2 separate regions of the Sus scrofa genome follow, and region 2 is linked to region 1. A link is a contact called in public HiChIP or PLAC-seq data. All regions are on one chromosome and are shown on one strand. Each heading gives the region's core, a stretch centred on a gene start, on an enhancer-like site or on the middle of the called end of the contact. The rest is flanking DNA. Distances are from core to core; before and after follow the strand shown. Region 1 has its middle 130 kb from the start of TRIO. Region 2 has its middle 16 kb from the start of TRIO.

Region 1 (6,306 bases), core at 1,552-4,051:
GCCTAGGAGCTCCCCCACCCCACCCCACCCCACCCCACCCCCACCCGTGCCTGAGCCACTCTACTAGTTGAGGACCCCATTCAGGGTCCTCCTGCTTCATCTGTCCAAACATCCAATCCCACCCCCACCAATTCAACTGAATAGTCCCTCCCTACCTTCCCTCAACTAGATATAATTGCCCTAGATGCTGGAGCCAAGATCTAGGTCAGGGATTTAGAGTCGCCCAAAGAAGGGAAAAGCACTTGTAAAAGATGTTCCAGGTTACCCCTGGGATGGAACAGCAACTCCTGCCTACTTAAAATCTGCTCTGGTTCCTTGATTCCAAGTCAAACAACCAAAAGGGCAAGACTGTCAAATCACTTTGAAGGCAGGACAGAGGAGAAACCCATGAACAGTACTGACTAGTTCTGCCCCAAGCTGAACAAGAAGAGAGCTCCGGCATGGGAGCAAGCCCCTGGCAAGGCATGGCCACCAACAGATTTACCTTCCCAGATAAATCTTAGGAAGAGCCACACTGACTGGGAGTAAGTTTTCCGTGGGCATCCACTCTTACCTGATGTCTTCTGGGGGTCCTTTGAACAAGCGAAGTGATTTCTCTACTATGCATAATAAAGATGTAAGAAAGTCTGGCCTCAAACACCAAAAATTCCATCTCCGGGGCACAGGCGCCTTTCTAACAGAAAGGAGCTGAATTCTGCACAGAATCTATTATTCTGTGACAGGTGGTAGAGACAGAGAGAAGACTGGCTAGACTTTAGCTTCAGGGCATGAAGGGACGACATCCCGGTTCTGCTATTAAGAGCTAAGACAGGGATGCTCTATCGGCTAGTTGCAGGGGGGGAAAAAATGGCTTTCATTTAAAGGAGTTCATGTTTTTTCCTAAACCTTTCCTTTCTGCAGGGACCTCATGGGGGAGGAGCGGGGGGCACTGGAGAGTACATTAACCCCAAGCTGACTGTGTAGAGTCAGCGTCTGTCATTCCCAGCCACAACCAATCTGTTAAAATGACTCCAAAATAACTCCGCCTGGTAAAGATGAAGAAAGCGAGGGTAAAAAGTACTACGCCAGGTATATCTAAGAGCACTGCTAAGTTCTGCCTCTGACCATCGCCCTCCCGCTGCAAATTGCTACTTGTGACCCGGATTATCGAAATGATCTCACCGAATCTGGGGAATGGATTTTGAAAGAGGCCACGAAGAAATGTGAGCCGCCGGCCTCCGGCGCGCGCCCCATCGCAGGCCGCTCCCCCGACGTCCCCGGCCCCGCGGTCCTCCCAGGAGCCTCCACCAGCACCCCGCACGCGCCCTGCGCCCGCCCGGCCACCCCGGCCCCGACCTGGCCCGCCCTCCAGGGCTCTCCAGCGCGGAGTCTGCATCCTCTCCGCCCCGCGACTAGCCAGCTGGGCACTGCGCTCTGGGCCGCGGGCCCCGAGGCCGCCGCCGCGCGAGCAGACCGGACTGAGCGCGGGGACGCGGGGCGCGGGGACGCGGGACCGGCTCACGCGGGATCTGGGCCCGGGCGGGAGGAGGCGCCGCCGCCTGGGTCCGGGGGACGCCCTGTCACGCCTCCCGCGCCTCCTCCCCACGGACCCGAGGCAAAGCTGGCCTTTCCCGTGGCCACCCCCTCCTCGCCCAAGAGACACCGGGCCACCTGGCACTCCCTCGTAGGCAGTGCCCCAGGAGTGCCCGGCCCCGCGCCGCCCCCTGGGGCCACGACGTTCCCAGATGCCCCTTCCGAGCCGCCCCCGAAGACAATGGCTCACCCACCGCCCGGCCGGCCGCGCTTCATTTTCTGCCGCCACCTCCCCCCTTCCCTGGGCGGCAGATATTATGGCTGCCCGTTTCACAGAAGTGTAGATCGAGGCTGGGGAGGTGACAGGCTAGAGTACCGGGCGAAGAAACCCGCTGCATAAGGGACTGGGGAGGGGCCAGGTACAAATCGGCCACGGAGACCGACCCAGAGTAGAGCCCGCTTTTCCCGGCCTGGCCCCTCCGCCCCCGTCCGGCCGGCCTTCGGGGCAGGGGCCTCCGCCCTCGCCGTCCCCGCCGCCGCCTCCTCGGCCCTCCCGCGAAAGAAACAAAGAGCCGGCGCCCCAACCCGAAGAACTGTAGCCGCCGGGGCGGGCGACGGTGAGATTTTGCCCTGGAACGAGGGGCGGGCGCAGGAAAGGCGAGCCGGCGGTGCCTGGGTCTAACAGCGGCGCTTGGGGCAGCGTGGGGTGCCGGACCCGCGGGTTTGGGGCCGGGAGCCCCGGCGCCGGGCAGTGGCCTGGCGAGCGCGCGCCGGGACCGAACGACAGGCGAACACCGGGCGCGCCGGGGCCCGCGGACCGCGCCTCCACGGCAGGGGTGGCGGAGCGCGCGGGCAGCGGCAACAGTTGCACTCACCGGATCGGAAGAAGGCCGCGATGTCGGCCAGGTCCTTGGCCGCCTCTTCTGCCCCTTCGCCGGCGCCGCCCCCGCAGCCCGAGCCCGCCGCGCTGGCCGTGGCGGCGGGGCCGGAGGACGCGGCGGGGGCGGCAGCGCCGCCGCTGCTGCTGCCGCTCATGGCTGCGGCAGCGCCCGCGGCCGCGCCCGGCTCGGGCCCCGCGTCCCTAGCGCCGCGCGCCGCCCGCTCCGCGCCCGGCCTGGCGGCGCCGATCGCCCAGCTGCCCCGGCCCGGCGCGTGGACGCAGAGCCCCGGGGCGGCGGCGGCGGCGGGCGGCGGCGGCGGCGGCGGCGGCTCGGCCTGAGGAGCGCGCCCACATAGACGAGGACTCCGCCCGGGAGCCGCGAGCCGGCGGTGGGGCGAGGGCGCGGAGCCACGGCCTCGGCGGCGCCGGCCGGAGCGCGGGCAGTAACGCGCGCCGCGCTGAACACGCAATCTCGAGGGCGGGGGCCCGTGGCCGGCGGGAGCTCCGGGATCACGGGCGCCGGCGGCAGCCGCGAGCCTCCATCTTGATTTCAAATGGGGAAGGAAGGAGGGGGAGGGGGGAAATCACGGCTGAGGGAACCCGGGTGAAAGGAAAAGGGAGAGCAGGGAAAGGAGAGGAAGGAAAAAAAGAGGGGCTTCGGGAATTTCCGGCGAGAATCGTCAGGGGCCCGAGCTTGGGCTCGGCGGGTGGGCGGGGCCTGCAGTGGGCCGGGCCTGGCAGGAGGGGCGGGGCCGCACCCGGTGCCGGGAGCTGAGAGAGCTCAAGCGTTCCGCCTGGTCCCTCTCCTGCTCCGGCAGCTGCAACCCTGGGGAGGTGCCGGAACGCTCTAACCAGCGGAGGCGGTTTCCAGGCCCGGCGTTGCGCCCCCAGCCGGGCGCTCTCTCCTGCTGCGTGAGACCGACCTCCGAGCACTCGAGCTGTTTATCTCGCCCGCGGGTTCGGCTGACTCCGGCACAAGGCCGGCGTGTTTCTCGATGGCGCAGCGCGGGCACTGGCACGTAGTCGGGGTTCCATAGTAGTTGTGGAATGAAGAGAGAGAGCATGAAAACGGCGTGTATATACTCCAGTCCCGGAGCGAGGAGGACAAGCCTCTGAACTCTTGGAGGACGTCTGCTCGCCTGTAACATGACATTCCGGACTCTGGCTCCTCAGTCCCTACTTCACCGAAATGGAGAGAATAGGGAAGGTGATAGTGGCTGAAGAGACCAAAGGAAATTAGGGGTAGATGACATTCAGCTTTACGGCAGATCCGTGTCAAGCCAGCATCTGACAAATATTCAAGTACAAACCGCCTCTGAGGTGGCTGCAAGCGAAGTGGCCAGAAGGTATGGGTGTCAGAGGTTAAAGGATCCAATGCTGCCAAAAGCAAGGAGAGCCCGAAACAAGACTGTTAAAAAAAAAAAAAATGGTGGATGAAACCACTGTACATGTATATTAGAAATGAACAATTAAGTACATGAATGGCGGGTGGTGGATACCAGGTTTTTCATTGTAAATGAGGAAGGCTAGAATGATCTATCTGGTACAGGGTTGGACACATGAGTATGAACTCATGTTTAGCTTAATATAGACACAGATGGATATATAAAAAGACTTACAGATATGTGTATATCTACATATGTTTCCTTGCTCTGTCAGCTAAGTGGGCTTAGAAATAATACTCCTATAGCAGGATACACACCTGACACTCAGATCTTGTTATTAACATCATTCTTCAATAAAAGGAACCCAGGCTCCTCAGGGAAATGGCTGACTCTAGGACTGGGGCAGAAAATGTACAAGAGAGCATGGAGCATCTTGTGCCAGAAGGTAAGGAAGTGCTCAAAAAAATTTTTTTTAACTAACAACCAGAGCAATGATGGGGAAGGGAAGGTCTGTCAAAAGGACAAAGGAACCAATTGAAAGCTCCCAGTGACCAAAGCTAGAACAATGTGAGCGGCAAAATAAATAAGGCAATGCTTGGTTATTCCAGTTATTCCCAAACTATAAAATAAATATCCATGAATCTGATATAATTCAGTGACTGAATAAGTCATTGAGCATGAAGAGAGAAGAGACATTCCAATGCAGAATTCCAAATCATTTGGAATTTCAAAGAGATGGGCTAGAAGTCCCCTCTCCTTAACTATGAGCCACACCCTAGTGACTTCCTCCCAGAGTACAAAATGGAAAGAGGGAGAAGACAGACGAGCACTGCTTCAGCCACGTGATCAAGGTTAACAACAGTGATAAATCATGTGGATGGTATGTACCTTCAGTATGATTTAGTGAAAATGACACCTTACCTCTGTGATCTTCCTCCCCAAAATACCTTCTAATCATGAGAGAAACACCAGACATCCCAGTTGAGGAACATTTCTAGAAAGGACGTGACCAGTATTCCCCTAGACTATTAAGGTCAACAAAAATAAGGAAAGTCTGAAAAACTGTCACAGCCAAGAGAAGCTCAAGAAAACGTGACAACTAAATGTAATGAAGTATTCTTTGGATTCTGGGATCAAAAAAGGACATTAGGTAAAAAAATAAAAAGAAGAAAATATGAGTACTATGTGGACTTTAATAATAATGTTCAAACACTGATTCATAAATTGTGAGGAATATGGAAAAATTGGATGTAGAGAATATGAGGATGCTGTACCATCTTCACAACTTTTCTGTAAATCAGAATCTATTCTAAAATAAAATTAAAAAAAAAAATTTTGGAGTTCCTTCGGTGGCACAGTGGAAACGAATCCAACTAGGAACTGTGAGATTGCGGGTTCAATCCCTGAACTCGCTCAGTGGGTTAAGGATCAGGTATTGCTGTGAGCTGTGATGTAGGTTGCAGACTGACTTACTTGTTCAGTCACTGAATTATATCAGATTCATGGATATTTATTTTATAGTTTGGGAATAACTGGAATAACCAAGTATTGCCTTATTTATTTTGCTGCTCACATCGTTCTAGCTTTGGTCACTGGGAACTTTCCATTGGTTTCTTTGTCCCTTTGGCAGACCTTCTCCCACCCCCAATCATTGCTCTGGTTGTTAGTTAAAAAAAAAATTTTTTTAGCACTTCCTTACCTCCCGGGTCTGGCATTGCTGTGGCTCTGGCGTAGGCCGGCAGCTGCAGCTCCAATTAGACCCCTAGCCTGGGAACCTCCACATGCCATGGGTTCGTCCCTAAAAAAACAAAAACAAAAACAAAAACAAAAATTTAATTGTATGTGCAGAATGTCAAAAAGATGAAATTCAGTAGCTCCAAATTTCACAGGCCATCAGCTGAGGTGTGCTAACAGTGTTTCTTTTTCTTATTTTTCTGTTGGATTAAGACAGTCTCCAGGAACTTCCTTTGTCAGTTGAATACGTACCCTTCCTGCCTTCTTCCCAAGGTTGCAGCCAGGCTCCCAGAGGCATTGGTGATATTGCAGCTGGGGCGAGAGGAGGGAAGGTGGCAGTGAGGGATGGGGAGATTGCACCTAGTTCTTGGTCATCATGGGTTCACAATGGCACTGGTGCCCATGTCCCATGCCTGTCTGCCTCCCTAGTGCTCCTGTCTGGACTGCAGGCATTGCCTTGCTGTGACCTTGCTGCTTTCTGCTGTTTCCTTCTTCTCATCCTGCCTGGGACCTCTCAAGGTCTTCTTTCTGGCAGTCAGCACCCCTTCTGAGCTCCTCCCAAGCACTCAGGAAGACATTCAGCTGTTCGCTGGGATGCTTGGTCCCACTCCTCCCCCACCTCACCCCAGGAAATGAGGCCAGGTTCTCTCTGCCCTCAGACCTCTCAAGCCCACATGGGCACAGACTTCCTTTTTCAGAGACTCACATTGGAGTCTAATGCATCCATCTCCTCTTCTCCAATTTGCAGAATTGTTATTTCCTCTGCAGGAAGAAAGCCTCACTCCGGGTGCATCA
Region 2 (6,306 bases), core at 2,530-5,029, 110 kb before region 1:
GAGCCACCAAGTCACGTCAAAGGAACAAATTTATGGAGAAGAAATCACCTCTCCCTAAAACGGTGACAGCAAAAACTTTACTAACAAATAAGTGCTCCCTTTCTGACATCTTTCCACTCCATGCTCAATGCTCCTCTCCTGTCAGAAGCCTGTCCACTGGTCTCAGAGCCCCTCCTCTCCAGCTTCGAAGGGGAGGAGGAAGGGATTGCTTCCAGTTGCTTGCTAGTGACGCCAGATCTGGGGGAGATGCCAGTATGCGCTATTTAGATGGGAACCAGGCTCCCACACCTGTGCCCTCCACCTGCATGCGCCTTCACTGGGGACTCTATAACAGACAGATCACTCTCCCATCCTCATCTTCCTTTGGTCTCTCTTTTTAATACATGAACAGCTCTCATTTTAATAGATGATCAAGAACAAACAAGATTTTCCCACTCTGCCTCCACACATGGTAAGCACTGCATGGACCAGCTAGCTGAGCACGCAAATGATGCTGGCCTCCCTGCCTCCCCCTGGCAATGGTGAAGGCAAACTCACCTGAAAGTAAGTTTAAAAAAACCACAGCAAGTTTTCCTTCTTTACACCTTTCCAAAGCAGACCAAGATAGATGGTTTTGTGGATGCTCACAGCATGACGTCAGTCAACTCTACAATGGTACCACCTCAAAACCTCAAAACAGGAGGAGGGGTGGGTGCTATTATAGGAAGTAACTTCTAAGAGCCCTGATGGCTTTAAATATTCAATTATTCACTGTATGGTAAAGCAAAAAGGCTCTTAAATCAATTTTTCTAATTCTTTAAGATACTAAAGTGAAAAGCCCAGGCAAAAATAGGCCCCGGGCTTAGAAGAGAAGGCCAGACTGGTCTATATGAAGGTGTGTATGTGTATTATACATATGTGTGTGTTTGAAACCACCATCCTGATTAGGAACCAGAATGCTGGAGTTTCCATCGTGGCTCAGTGGAAACAAATCTGACTAGCATCGGTGAGGACGTAGGTTAGATCCCTGGCTTCGTTCAGGGGGTTAGGGGCCCGGCATTGCCCTGGGCTGTGGTGTAGGTCACAGACACAGCTCGGATCCGGTGTGGCTGTGGTGTAAGCCAGAGGCTACAGCTCCGATTCGACCCCTAGCCTGGGAATCGCCATATGATGCTGGAATCGGCCCTTTAAAAAAAAAAAAAAAAGTCAGGGAGGGGGGAACGACAACCAGAATGCTTCTAATTCCTTTGAAACCTTGACCACTTTGTGGCCTGGTGGTACCCACCTCCCGGCTCCAGACATACCATGTTGCTGGCTTTCAGGAGAACCATTCCCTTGTTTTCTTTACAGCTCTGCCACATGATATGTCACTCTTTTATTTATTTTTGAGCTTCATATGAATATAATCATACCACACCCATTCTCTCGTGACCTGTCTCCAGTTTGGATGGTTTGATTTATATTGATGTGCATGCTGAGCCTTATTTAATGCTCCACTCTGTGACTACACCATAAACTTCTTTATGCACTCTTGCTAATGGACATTTGCTCTGTCTCCCATTTTTGCTATTTAAATGATGCTACTTGAATAGCCTTGTCCATATTTCCCAGAACACACTTCCAGAGCGTCTCTGGGCAGAGGGACAGGCTAAGGGAGAAGCTGCTGGGTCAAGTTACGTGCATTTTCAGGTTTTTGAGGTGATGCCAAATTGTTTTCCCAAATGGCTGGACTCCACATTCTCTCTAAAGCCTGTATTGTATGTCAGATGAACCCATGTATTTTTTTAAGAATGTAACCATTTGGTTGGTACCTTTTACCAAAATTAGTTGACAAGGCAATGAAAACAAGCATATTACTGGACAGGAGACCAAAATTATTTTTAGGTTCTAACCTCTCAGGGCTAAAAGAACAGTAAACTAGATTTTCACATTTCATCCTGAAAGTTTGAGACCCAAAGAACAGGATACCCCAGATGTTTCCCTTTCTATTTCTATCTCAACTGAATTCCCCTAATAGTTCCTCCTATTTAAGATTCCCTGAGAGTAACTGCCAAAAAGGAACTGTGTGTGTGGAGACCTGCGTAGAAACTTGGCCTCTAAGCTCCCAATGGTCTAGGTTCCAACACTCAGTGAGCAAATCCACTGTTTTGGGATTTTAGGATTGGCTCTTCCTACAGAAATCATGCTACAGATTGGTCTCAGGGGTTCCTACGGAAGCCAACTTAATGCACAATAGTCCATCATCTGTGCTACTGGCATTGGCTGGAGCAGAAATGGAGGTGGGGGGGGCACATGGAGGCCAAGAGCACAGACCTTGCCACCCTCCCCCAGGCAGGATGGAACCGGGCGGTGGCACAGGGGGCCCTAGCCCTCCTGCCTGCCAGTTTCTTCTTCCCAAGGCTCCTCTCCCGGGCATTTGGCTGCACTGGATGACCCAGACCAGCCTACCAGACCTCTAACACAGTGAGCAATTCTCAAAGGTTTGGTCCCAAGACCTTTACATGCTTCAAAATTACTGAGGATCCCAAAGCTCTTTGCTTTATGTGGGCTCTTCCTGTCACCTAGTCTATCCACATAATATCTAGACATCCAATAAGGACACATATTAAAAACTAAAACTGAGAAAATTTTAAAGATGAGTTTCTTTAAAAGCAATAATAATAGGAGTTACCACTGTGGCACAGCAGGTTAAGAACCAGACTAGTATCTACGAGGATGCAGGTTTGATCCCTGGCCCCACTCAGTGGATTAAAGATCTAGTGTTACCATGAGCTGTGGTGTAGGTCGTGGACACGGCTCAGATCCTGTGTTGCTGTGGCTGTGGCTTAGGCCAGCAGCTGCAGCTCCGATTTGACCCCTAGCCTGGGAACTTCCATATGCCAAGGGTACGACCTAAAAAGCCAAAAAAAAACCCCAATAATAATAAATGCATCACATGTTAATATGAATAAGACTTTCTATTTAAAAATCTCTCTCCAAAAAATATCAGAAAGAAGGCTGTCACTGTTCTATACTTTCGAGACTGGCTTCAATGTCTGGCTGAAAAGAACACATGTAGTTCTTCACATCTGCTTCTGCCTTTAACCTGTCATGCATGATGTTACATGCCACGCAGCCACTGGGAAACAGCACTACACATGGATGTTGGAAAGAAGGACATTGAGAAAAAGCTCAGACTGTATCTGCCTATTATGAAAATAACTCTAACTCACGGGTCCCCGGCAAAGTTCTTCGGGGGCCATGGGATCCTGGAAGTGCACTGTGAGAACCACTGCCCCAAAGTAACGTTCTTCAAACGCTTTTGCTCAGGAATTCCATCACCAAAGAGGTTTACTACATGTCCCCAATTATAAGTTATAAACGTCTTACTGCACTAGTCTATTATACACCTCCAAATAGATGTATGAAAATAATAAGCTATATATAAATATCTTCTAAAAGCGTTCGCTCTCTTCCTCATACACGCAGAAGATCCCCCTCCGCCCACACGCACCTTGGCCAACGCAGGGCTCCAGTCCTCCCTGGAATCAGCATTTCCTTTTCTTCAGCCAAGCTCCTCAGAACTACCGCTGGACACACAACAGGGTCATCTGCTTTGGTGATGGAAACCATACTGATACAGAGGGTGCTTCCTTGGTCAAGGAAATAGCTACTCACAGTTTTGGGCTGGGCTCCTCCAGTGGGAGAAAACGGTTGCAGGGTGTCCAGCCAAACCCCAAGACCAGGAGCCCCATGTTTACTGGCCAGTCTTGCCAGGAGCCTGCCCAGGTGGTGGCCACCCTCCAACAAGCTTGGCAGAAGCAGAGAAGGCTGCACACGGGCCCAGGAGGCACAACCTTGGCCTTCACTCCCCTGGCAGGACTGTAGGAAGCATACCTTCTGGTTCACAAATAAATCTAAATAAAAACTTATACTGGGACAGGCAGCCCAACCCAAGGGAGTACTTCAGAACTGGAAAGGTAGGGTTTAAAGGGACATTCAAGGAGTGGCTTAATCATGTCCTGGCCTCTTCTGTCACCATCCCTTCTACCGGAGGTGCTCACAGAGAGCACAGGTGACCCTTGGAACAGGCCCCGCATTGAGGACAGACGTGAATCCCTCAGTGACGCAGGTGAGGCCACCTGAGGAATTGAGGTCAGCCCCTCAGAGCACTCCTGCCACTTTGGCATCCTGTGCAGGACCAAGACAGGCCTGGCTCCCAGCAGGCACGGAACAGCACATATGTTTACGTCAAGGAGGGGAAGGCGGGCCTGAGGGCAGGCGGTCAGGGAGGTAGAATGATGATGAACGAAAACAGTATCTGTCAGAGGACAGATGGGGAGTCACGGCCCCAACATACCAAGAAGGTCCCTGAAGAGCCTTGCACAAAAAACACCCAATTTTTATTAAGACACAATCTTGAACAAGACACAAAACTACCATGACTGCGTTTATAGTAAGAAAGTGATCTTTTCCTTTTGTAAATAAGTACAAACACAGCCAAACTGGTATTTTTATTGCAATGGTTCTTTTATAGGATCTGGTTAAGGTTAATGACACAACAGCTTGGGAAGAACATCTTTTAAAGGTTGGCTCCTTCAGAATCATGTGCTTATTTATTAGGTTTTTCCAATAATAAGTGACCCCCACTGATGGTCCACAGGTTAACCACCATACACCGTTTGAAACCTACACTGGTGAACAGGCAGGTGGGGTACCAGAGCCCCCATAGCTGTTCCACCCGCCTCTCCTCCTCAAATCCCCGCCCTCGGCTGCCCCTTTAATCCACAATCGCCTCTTATTTCACCAGAAAAAGCAAGGTTTAAGATAGGAGCTCACTTTCCCTCCCTTCCACAGGCAACCCTCTCTACTGCTGACTTCCCTCCCTTCTGATTTGAGAAAAGAAACGGATGCAATCTTTCCTTGAGTGATCGCTCCCTGATCCCAGGGCTTCTGCTTCATCCATTAACGAGGCCATCCCGACCTCAATGCTCCCTCTGCAGATGGATTTAGGCCGTAGCCATCCACTGCAGGGACAGTCCCACCTCCCCAGGACACCGTGGGGATTCAACGAGGTGACGCATGTGAAGCACCAAAAACTGCCTGGCGCTGGTGCTCTGTACACGTCAGCTCAATAAATAAAAAGACACAACAGCCTGCTCCCCGCTCCCCAGGCCTGAGCCTGCACCACCAGAGGAAGAGAGCCAGGCTTCTCCGCACAGGCCGCCGGAGCCCGCAGCGGTGAAGTAGGGAATGGAGGTGAGCCCTCCTCTCCAGCTCCCATCCGCTCAGGTTCCAAATTCTCCAAATAAGGCCCTTGGAGAATCAGAGATTAACATCCTCTGCTACCTTACATGCAGCCCATCAACGCTGATCAAAATCAGTGCCGGCACAGCTTTACAGTAAGATCCCCAAGGTATGCCCACCCCCCAACAAGGAAATCTTATAACGCAAGGATTTCAAGTAGCTGTACCTAACCACCCACATCACATTACCCAGAAAGCCAGGTCCAAAGGAGCGAAGCTGTCTTGGTGTCACTAAGCCTCAGTGGGGAGGGGCTCATACCACCAAGGACTCTTTTAACAACTGGCAGGAATCACGGGGGTGGCCAGAGGAGAAGGCAAGCTTCAAACCTAACCTTTCCTTCAGGGAAAGAAACAAGCAGGGAGGAAATGCAAGGTGCTCCCACCCACCCCGGCAGTCTTCTGTGCAGCAAAGCTCTCCCCTCCCCCAGCTGCAGTTTCCTCTGTAGTCCGTGTGTTTCAGAAGCTGTTGGTGGAATCTAACGAGCAGAAGCAGGAAAACCGTTTAACCCAGAGCTGAACAAACAAGGGCACAGTCCACAGCAGCGGTCAATGCCCTAAATCAACAGGATGGAGTGACAACCATGGAGGAAGGACAACCCAAAGGCAGCACACGGGGTAGGATTCGTTCAGTTGGGAAAGATGTACTTCTCTCTCTGTACCTATGGCTGCACCCCACTCAGGTCTGCAGGTGAGCTGCTGTCAGGACTCAGAAAAAAAGCACTGGAAGGGAGGGGAAGCCAGAGCTTGGAGCATTTCACCCCTCTAATAAATAGGCAAGTGGTTGCTAATGGCAACAGAGTCCCCTCCACCACTTTTTTAAATCTGTGCACACACAGCCCCCATGGCTCTCTACAACATGCTACTTCAGTCATTTTTATGCCAAAAAGACACCCTCACGAGGAGCTCGAAGGCACACGTGTGCGTACACAGGTGAAGGCCAGCTTTGGCGAGGAGCCAGGCATCGTGAGAGGAATGCGATTTGATGCCAAATGCACAGTCGTCCGGGTAGCACAGAGGTATCCGCGTGAAGACAGTGACGGCA

Evidence for each region. HiChIP or PLAC-seq counts read pairs in DNA pulled down with a chosen protein or histone mark.
Region 2: a contact with region 1 is called in an H3K27ac HiChIP or PLAC-seq map of skeletal muscle. The contact joins two enhancer-like sites. A contact is called at or near these places in 1 of 5 promoter capture datasets (liver), 18 of 47 Hi-C or Micro-C datasets (alveolar macrophages, brain, embryonic fibroblasts and 10 more) and 2 of 2 datasets of contacts at active chromatin or transcription factors (alveolar macrophages and skeletal muscle).

Annotation. Positions count from the first base shown.
Region 1 is chr16:3,560,611-3,566,916 of Sscrofa11.1, reverse strand. No RefSeq gene overlaps it. Among named protein-coding and RNA genes, the nearest start is that of TRIO, 130 kb to the left of the region's middle. Within about 2 kb of position 2,801, at least 70 of the 83 cell types and tissues checked have an H3K27ac peak or open chromatin away from gene starts, as enhancers often do. A contact at or near this core is called in fetal liver, liver and skeletal muscle, where this site is marked.
Region 2 is chr16:3,671,549-3,677,854 of Sscrofa11.1, reverse strand. No RefSeq gene overlaps it. Among named protein-coding and RNA genes, the nearest start is that of TRIO, 16 kb to the left of the region's middle. Within about 2 kb of position 3,779, at least 5 of the 83 cell types and tissues checked have an H3K27ac peak or open chromatin away from gene starts, as enhancers often do. A contact at or near this core is called in fetal liver, liver and skeletal muscle, where this site is marked.